Linked DNA regions of Sus scrofa: all the other regions are linked to region 1. Evidence: chromatin contacts called from public Hi-C data. All regions are on one chromosome and are shown on one strand. The core of a region is the stretch at or near the end of the contact, and the rest is flanking DNA. Distances in the headings are between cores, read along the strand shown. Region 1 overlaps MTMR7 (myotubularin-related protein 7). Region 2 overlaps SLC7A2 (solute carrier family 7 member 2). Region 3 has its middle 20 kb from the start of SLC7A2.

Region 1 (2,668 bases), core at 89-2,588:
GGTAAACCATTTCCTTATCCACAGCATTTTAAGAAATGCACTTGAATGTTTTAATGTCAAAGTGGAATGAGATAGTCTCTTGATGTGAAAATTGTGTCTTTCTGTCATGTTGTTTGCAGGGGTGGGATTAGCGGGGAAGAATATCAAATTGCAGGTACTCTTTAGACATTTGACGGGTTTCGGTCTTATTTTTTATGCCCTGTGGAGTGGTTTTGTCCCATGATGGCTAGCTGCCAGGCTCTCTCCAATGGTACCTAACACCTAAGATCAGAGTCCACAGGGATGTTGCTTTCTTTTTCCCTCATAATACTAGTTTGACCCACGTTCAAGACCACTTGGAGATAAAGCTGTCCTGCCTTTAAAGCAATCACCAGCTGTTCTGTATAAGATGAGGTGCCAAATGGCCATTGTAAGGATGCTGGGGGTCTTGGTCCTCCTTTCTCTCAGCAGCAACCACTGCAGGGCACCCCTCCCCTCCCCTCCTGGCAGGGAGCATCACCAGATGCACGTGCTCAGGCTTCCGTGCTTGGGGAGAGGAAATCACAAAGCTGCATTATGTAATATATAGGAATTAGTCCTGTGGCCCAACCAGCCTTAAACTGATTGCCAGAAATTGTACATTTTGAGCAGAACCAGGTTCATCATGATTGGCAGGCCCGGGAGGAGTGTGTTGCCAGGCCCTACCCTTCTGTGGGAACAGAAGGGGTAAAGGAGAATGCACCACTGGCCTCTGTACTCAGGACTGGGAGAGGCTGCAAGGGATGTGCTTGCACTTCTGGGGCGAAAGCCCCAGGCAGGTGGAGCTGTGTGCAAGGGACGGGGCTGTCCTGTCCGAACAGGAAATGTGGGGTCTGGAATGAAGAGGGACAAAGAAAGTGTTGCATTGCTCTTTTCTGGGGGTACACATTTGCTCTCAGTAACTCATGCCATGCTCTGTATAATCAGAACCAGATGCAGTGAGAACCTAGTGGTGGGGCTGGAGGAACCTGAGTGTCACAGACAAGCCTGACAGCCCCCCCACAACCTCCCAATTCGTGGGATCGTTTCAGTCAGCGTACAGCTTTGAACACATCATGTCCCTCTTGGGTGGCCCTATTACCTGCTGTAAAGGGAGAGGGTTGGACTAATAATTTCTGAGGACCCTCCCAGCCCTGACAGTCTGGGAGTCCACAGTTTGATGCCCCGGGTGGCAGATAGTTTAAAATTGAGCATTTGAATGGTTAGAAGAAACTTCTTCCTGCATCTGTAAAAAGAAAACAATCCTGCCCCCAGAATGGTCTCCATCTGACTTCCACGTGGTACTTGCTGCATCTCAGACAACCTCGGGGATGCCCTGGGCCCTGAGCTTTGTACACTTCTGGCGAGTGGCCAGTGTGGCCGTCACTGCTATAAACTCTGCCTTTTAGATGTTGAAAAATTGGACCAGCGTGATACTGTCATGGAAAGGGTATCTCATTTTAGTTATGAAGTGTGTTCATGATTATCAGAATCATGAAAAGCATTTGTATGCTTTTTTTTTTTCATTTAGTAATTTCGTAAGCTGACTTTTGAGAATATATATTTTCTTCTGTTCCCAGGGGTGCTTGTAACATGGCCATTTGGCTTTTGTCTTAAAATTAGCACTTATCCAGCTTCTTATTAGGAACCATTTCCCCTGCCCTTAAACCTCTGGTCTGACTCATTATTTCGAAAGGACCAGCAAACAGCCCCAGTTCCCAAGAGGGATCATGGCACTTCGGCGCTGCGTGTCCAGCTCTGTGTCCATGTGGTAAGCAAGGACAGCTTTCTGGATGCCTTTCAGGGGACTTGACCAATGTTTGACTGTCTGTTTTTACCAAGTAAATTATAAACCCCTGGTGGAGGCTTAGCTGATGATGTGATGCAATCAGACCTGCCTTCTGAGGCTTTTCCTCCAAAGAGCTGTCCTTGGCGCCAGAGAGGTGGGAAGGTGTGACAGTCACCTGATAGGAAGAGGAATAATGCATTTCCTTCATACTTTTTCCCCCAGATTTCTTTTACCACTGTTACCGACATTATCAGAATAGCTTCTTCCTAGCAGAAATGAAAAATTGTTTGCATTCTGGCCCCAAATAGCTCTCTCTGAACAAGAGCAACAGGATATTTCATCAGAAACTGAAATCCAGGACTGAGTTCACATCCAGTGTGGGTCTTTTATAGAGCTGATTGAACGTTAACTTCGATTTCCAAGTTCTAACCCTATTTTGTGGCCCAAACATCTGCCAGTGAGATAAAAATGAAGCCTCTCAGTTACATGGCAATTTCATAGCTGATTAAGTGCTTTCCACAGAGGCTTTCCTTTTGTCATATAAATAATGCTTTTCCCCTCAAACAATAAAAGGATGCCCTATATTTTCTTTTTTTTCATTGAAACAGGCAGTAGAAAAACCTGGAATTGGCTCTTTCCAAGGCAGAGGAAACTTATCCTCAGGTGTGGAGATAGAAATCTTCTAGGGCGCCCTTTCTTTGGGAGAGGAGTTGGGGGGTGGGAGGTGCACACGGAATGACTCCCGCATCTGGGCTTTCGAGGTCATGCTGCACTGGGATACCTCCCTGTAAATCCCTGTTTTCAAGGTAGATGTACTGGCAGCGACACCTTGCTCCTTTTTTGGTCACCACGCTCCATCTTTTGTATGTTGCCCAGAAAATT
Region 2 (2,668 bases), core at 44-2,543, 190 kb before region 1:
CATTCCCTGTGTACACACAGGGACTAAAACATAGAGAGGAGTGCAGTACACATTTGTTAGGTGAATAAATGACTCATACTTGGTTTGTCATCAACTAAAACCCTCAGGTATTTTTTTTCTCAATGATATATACATAGACTATCTATATAGCCATAGCAATGCCAGATCTGAGACAAGTCTGTGACCTAATACACCACAGCTCATGGCAACACCGGATCCTTAACCCACTGAGAGAGGCCAGGGATCGAACCCTCATCCTCATGGATACTAGTTGGATTCATTTCTGCTGTGCCACAATGGGAACTCCAATGTCACTGCAAATTTAGCAAGCATGACTTTTATCTTAACCCAAGTAAATGATAAACACTGTTAAACGTGACAGGGCAAAGGACAGAGTACCATGGCATGCCATCAAGAATGTCCCTCCAAGCTGGCATCAACCCATTAATCAACACTCGGGGTACATCATGGAAACAATGGAAGATCCACATTCTTCTCCAGCTTACTCTAAAGTTATCACAACATACAGTATTAAAAGCTTTGCTGAGATGATAATATATTACATTTAAATTTCCAAAACCCATCAGTCTCATAGCCTTGTGAAAAGAGGGTATGGAGTTTCTCAGGCAAAACTATTCTTGGTGAACTTATGACACCTTTTGGAAATTGCTTACTTCTTTTCCAAGTACACACCACACATTCCTAGAATTTTGCTGGTAAACTATATCCAGCTCCCTGATCTGGGGTTTCCAGGATCTATAGTGGCCTCTATTTTGAAGAGTAACTGCCTCTTTAATTTCTGCTGCTCCCTTTCCTATACTTCAGGGGGCCTCCAAAATGACAGATGGTCACTCCACCCTCATATCTGCTCATTATTTAATTATCATGAGATGTAAGTATTCCAGGCCTAAAATTGTGAAATAGCATGAAGCAGCTATGTTCTCTCCCACTAACTTGAGCCTCAGGTTCCCTTTCTGTTCTCCCCCTTTGGTCAGAAAGCCACTCTTCTAAAGCCAAAAGCAGATCAGCCCTCCCTCAGTCACCTACTGCCACTCCTCCAAGGTCCCTTTTCTCCCACCTTTATGACTAAATATTTTGAAAAGATAAGAGCAAACATTCCGTGGCTATTTTTCATAGATTTGCATTTTATTCCTTTATCTTTTAAGTCTGAGCCCCTCAAATGAATTCCAGTGACAGCACAATGAACCCTTCTGGTTCCTCACACTGAGTATTCATATTCTGATCAAGGATGGTGACCATACCGCCATCCCTCCATATCTGCATATCTGTAGGGGATCCAATCCAGATTAGCCACAGGTACCAAACTCCCCAGATGCTCAACTCCCATAATCGGTCCTCTGTATTCACATGTTGGGCATCCGCGTTTACAGAGGGCCAACTCCATTTGTCTTTTCTTCTCTCCAAATGGTATTACTTTTTAGGGTTACTTGCAGTCCATAGAGTTCTACCCACAGTTTCTCTTGAGTATTCAGAAGTCTGATTTTTTAAAATCTAGGGTACACAGACTGAGTCCGCTAGAGGGTCATTGAGAATGTTCTAAGCAAATTATTTCCTTGTCACCGAGAGACACTTTATGATATTTACCAAAAAGTAGGGCAAGTGAAAATTCTTTGAACCTCCTAAACTCTTACTACACAACCTCCCCATTTCATTTATCTTATATCAACAAAAACCAAGTTTGTTTAAGAATCTTTCACAGGAAGGTTTCAACAAATCCCGATTGCGGGAAGGTCCCTCTTTACAAGCAGCAAAGCAGTGTTTCATCATCCACGGCCCAGTACCACTGAGTTGCTTAATGCACACCAAGCGTGAGCTGGCACACACCCAATCACTAGTGAGGCAGGCAGAAGGTGGAACTGGACCATGATCCTTTAAGGTAAGCAGCTCGTTGTCAAATTAAATCCCTGGCAAACAAATCCTTCTGGAACATCACTTATACCTCCCTTAGGACCTGCCATTCCTACAGTTCTCCTTTCTAGGACAGCTTTCTGTGAGTGTAAAGATAATTTACTGAAGAATCTGAAGAAAACACAACTACTACTAATCATTACAATGATGACTGTTGGCTACTTCCTTGTTTCATATTCTAGAGATTGTTTATTTGGTTTTTTTTTTTTAAGATTTCTAAACACTCCCTTTTCCTTCAAATCGTGAATATGTAGAACGAAAATATTCTTTCCAATGGTCTGATGAAGAGCCTCATGTAGCTTAAGACCCCCAGTGAAGGATACTATTCAACTTGAAAAGTCAAGGCAAATTTCTCTGGTGGGATGAAAGGATAACAGAAATGTAGCAAGAATATAGGGAAAATATGTGGGAAAACGGTTCCTCATTAGATTCCAACTTTAGATGCAGGGATAGAGTTTAGTTCTGAGTCATCTTTGACTCTTGCCCCAATCAATAATTTGGGGTAATTTCTCCACTTCCAAAAATTAAAGTGCTAGCCAAATGTACAGCTCAGAAAGCACAGGCAAACCAACCATGTATGCTGAGAGCTTGTTCTCAATGGAATATGTGGATCTGTATTTCCCCCCACGTCCCCTGCCATACAAACAAACAAGAAAAAAAAAAAAAAACCCTCAGGATTATATGTGAAAGGCACAGCTGTGTACCTAAATACGTAACCACTTCAGCCAATTATTTTACT
Region 3 (2,668 bases), core at 56-2,555, 130 kb before region 1:
ACCCACAGCATATGGAGGTTCCCAGGCTAGGGGTCCAACCAGAGCTACAGCTGCCGGCCTACGCCAGAGCCAAGCTGCATCTGCAACCCACACCACAGCACACAGCAACACCAGATTCTTAACCCACTGAGTGAGGCCAGGGATCAAACCCACAACGTCATGGTTCCCAGTCGGATTCGTTTCTGCTATACCATGAAGGGAACTCCCAAAATCTGCAACATTTTCAACATGGTTACAAGTATGTGCCTATGTGAACAGGTGAGCAGTTATTTCCAAGCATGGGTTAGATAACTTCTTAAGATTATTTTTATGCTAATTTCCACTATATCCTCTAAGAAAATGAAGCAAATGGCAACCCAAGATGTCATAGGACAGTGGAGAACCTAAGATTTGTATTCTTGCTGTTCAGTGTTCTTTCTCCCCATTGGTAAACCATTCTGTTGTCATAGAACCACTGAAAGCTAGAGGTGAAGTCGGTCTCTGGCATGATCCAGTGAAGCTGTTTCATCCTTCACAAAAGGAAAGAGGGACCTAGGTAATTTAAATGTCTTTCCCTAAAGCCTTAACCCTATCTGGTGGAATACCCAAAGTGAAGTTTGTAACATTTTTTTGCACTCTTATTTTACTTCTCAAAGCAAATCCCGCCTGTGCCTCTATGTAATGTAGGAAAGTTCTTTGGAATTTCCCCAGTCCACTGGATGTCTTGATTCTAGGGAGGAATGTCAATGTCAGAAGAGCCCACCGCTAATGCATCACTGCTCTCGTAACAAAGGTGGCAGGTGTCCTGGGGGTCAAGGCTGAAGCAGTTGGCAGGAAACTAGTACTTGCCTCAAACATGCTTCACCACTAGACAAATACAGGATTTCAATACTTAGGACAACTTGTCCTGTAACCTTGTGATTTCAAACAGAGATGTGATCAGGAGTGTAGGTAGAGAGGTAGCAAGACAATGACTAGGCATTTGTCAAAACCATTTGTCAGCTAGATGAGATGTGTCACAAACCTGCACAAACACAAAAGACAATGTACATGGGGTACGTGATTAGAAAAGACAAATTTTCAATCATGGCTTTACCCATCTCTAATATACTGCTTATTTTTTTCTCTGAGGGATTAAAACGATATTTTTTCGATGGTTAAGAGAGGTTAGGTTAGGTCTCTATGGTTAGGTGAGGTTGAAAGAGAATATTATACAATAGGCAAAACTTTAAATAAAACTTAGGGAGAGATAAAGCAAGGCTAAATTGTTCGATCATTTTTTCCATCTGGAAGCCCTATGATTAGTGATATCAGGGGGTGTGTGGAGGGGTGTGGCTGCAGAACTGCAATCATTGCTTTCTTTCTGGTGTTGACGTAGGTGTCAAAAACTGGTTGACAAGCTTGATATGTTGGGCAATTCTTGTGATAACTTAGTTCAAGTTTCTGCTCTTAGGCAACCACCTAAGTGAAAAACAGACAGTAAATGTCCACTAGCTGCAATGCCCAGAGACTAATCTGGTTTTTCTCTGTGTACTCTATACACTTCATCCCAGTGGATGGGTTGATGCTTACTGATCCAGAGACCCAATGAAGACAAATTCTCTGCTTTACACCATTAACTGCAGTTCCATGAGATCTTGAAAATAAATGTTAAGCTTAACATTATGTCTTTAGGGAAATATATAAGGAGCTAAACAACTTTACTTAAATTAAATTTTTTTTTTTTTTGGTCTTTTCAGGGCTGCACCCACAGCATATGCAGGTTCCCAGGCTAGGGGTCAAATTAGAGCTGTAACCACTGGCCTATGCCACAGCCACAGCAATACCAGATCTGAGCCATGTCTGGGCCCTACACCACAGCTCATGCAATGCCAGATCCTTAATCCACTGAGCGAGGCCAGGGATTGAACCTGCGTCAGATTCATTTTCACTAAGCCATGACGGGAACTCCTTTAAATTAAATCTGAATGGTGGTAGCCTGATTTTGTGAGTACAAAATGGAACACTAGAACTCATCTTCCTGGGTTTGAATATAAAAATTATGCTTAATCTTCTTTGACCATAGATTTAGCTATAAAACTCATTTCCAGGACATTTTGTTTTGATGTAATGTAAAGCATGATACATAGAATTAACACTGCTGTATGTTACATATGGAAATTGTTAAGAGAGTAAATCCTAAGAGTTCTAATCTCAAGAAAAAAATTTTTCAAATTTCTTTAATTTTGTATCCATATAAGATGATGGATGCTCTCTAAACTTATTGTGATAGTCACTTCATGATGTATATAAATCAAATCTTTAGCTGTACATCTTAAATTTATACTGTGCTCAGTGTCAATTATATCTCAAAAAAAAGTGAAAGAAAAAAATCTTTTTACACTTCTCTGGGAAAAAAGTGGGCCTTTCCAAAAATAATAGAGGATACAGACACAGGCAGAATTTTTCCTTTTAAATACAAATAAATTTTGGAGTTCCTATCATGGCTCAGTGGTTAACGAATCCAACTAGGAACCATGAGGTTGTGGGTTCGATCCCTGCCCTTGCTCAGTGGGTTAAGGATCCAGTGTTGCCGTGAGCTGTGGTGTAGGTCACAGACGCAGCTCGGATCCCACGTTGCTGTGGCTCTGGCGTAGGCCTGCGGCTACAGCTCCGATTAAACCCCTACTCTGGGAGCCTCCATATGCCA

The links. Hi-C and Micro-C count contacts between places; a contact is called where the count stands out from the background.
Region 2: a contact with region 1 is called in a Hi-C map of liver, with 6 times the contacts expected there. The contact joins two enhancer-like sites. A contact is called at or near these places in 7 of 47 Hi-C or Micro-C datasets (brain, embryonic fibroblasts, liver and 1 more) and 1 of 2 datasets of contacts at active chromatin or transcription factors (skeletal muscle).
Region 3: a contact with region 1 is called in a Hi-C map of liver, with 2.4 times the contacts expected there. The contact joins two enhancer-like sites. A contact is called at or near these places in 2 of 47 Hi-C or Micro-C datasets (embryonic fibroblasts and liver).

The regions. Positions count from the first base shown.
Region 1 is chr17:5,039,386-5,042,053 of Sscrofa11.1, reverse strand. It overlaps MTMR7 (myotubularin-related protein 7), which reads left to right. Exons shown (of 15, transcript XM_003134197.6): 8 at 1. Among named protein-coding and RNA genes, the nearest start is that of MTMR7, 82 kb to the left of the region's middle. Within about 2 kb of position 1,338, at least 8 of the 83 cell types and tissues checked have an H3K27ac peak or open chromatin away from gene starts, as enhancers often do. A contact at or near this core is called in liver, where this site is marked.
Region 2 is chr17:5,228,411-5,231,078 of Sscrofa11.1, reverse strand. The region is part of intron 1 of SLC7A2 (solute carrier family 7 member 2); the gene reads right to left. Among named protein-coding and RNA genes, the nearest start is that of SLC7A2, 38 kb to the right of the region's middle. Within about 2 kb of position 1,293, at least 4 of the 83 cell types and tissues checked have an H3K27ac peak or open chromatin away from gene starts, as enhancers often do. A contact at or near this core is called in liver, where this site is marked.
Region 3 is chr17:5,171,223-5,173,890 of Sscrofa11.1, reverse strand. No RefSeq gene overlaps it. Among named protein-coding and RNA genes, the nearest start is that of SLC7A2, 20 kb to the left of the region's middle. Within about 2 kb of position 1,305, at least 1 of the 83 cell types and tissues checked has an H3K27ac peak or open chromatin away from gene starts, as enhancers often do. A contact at or near this core is called in liver, where this site is marked.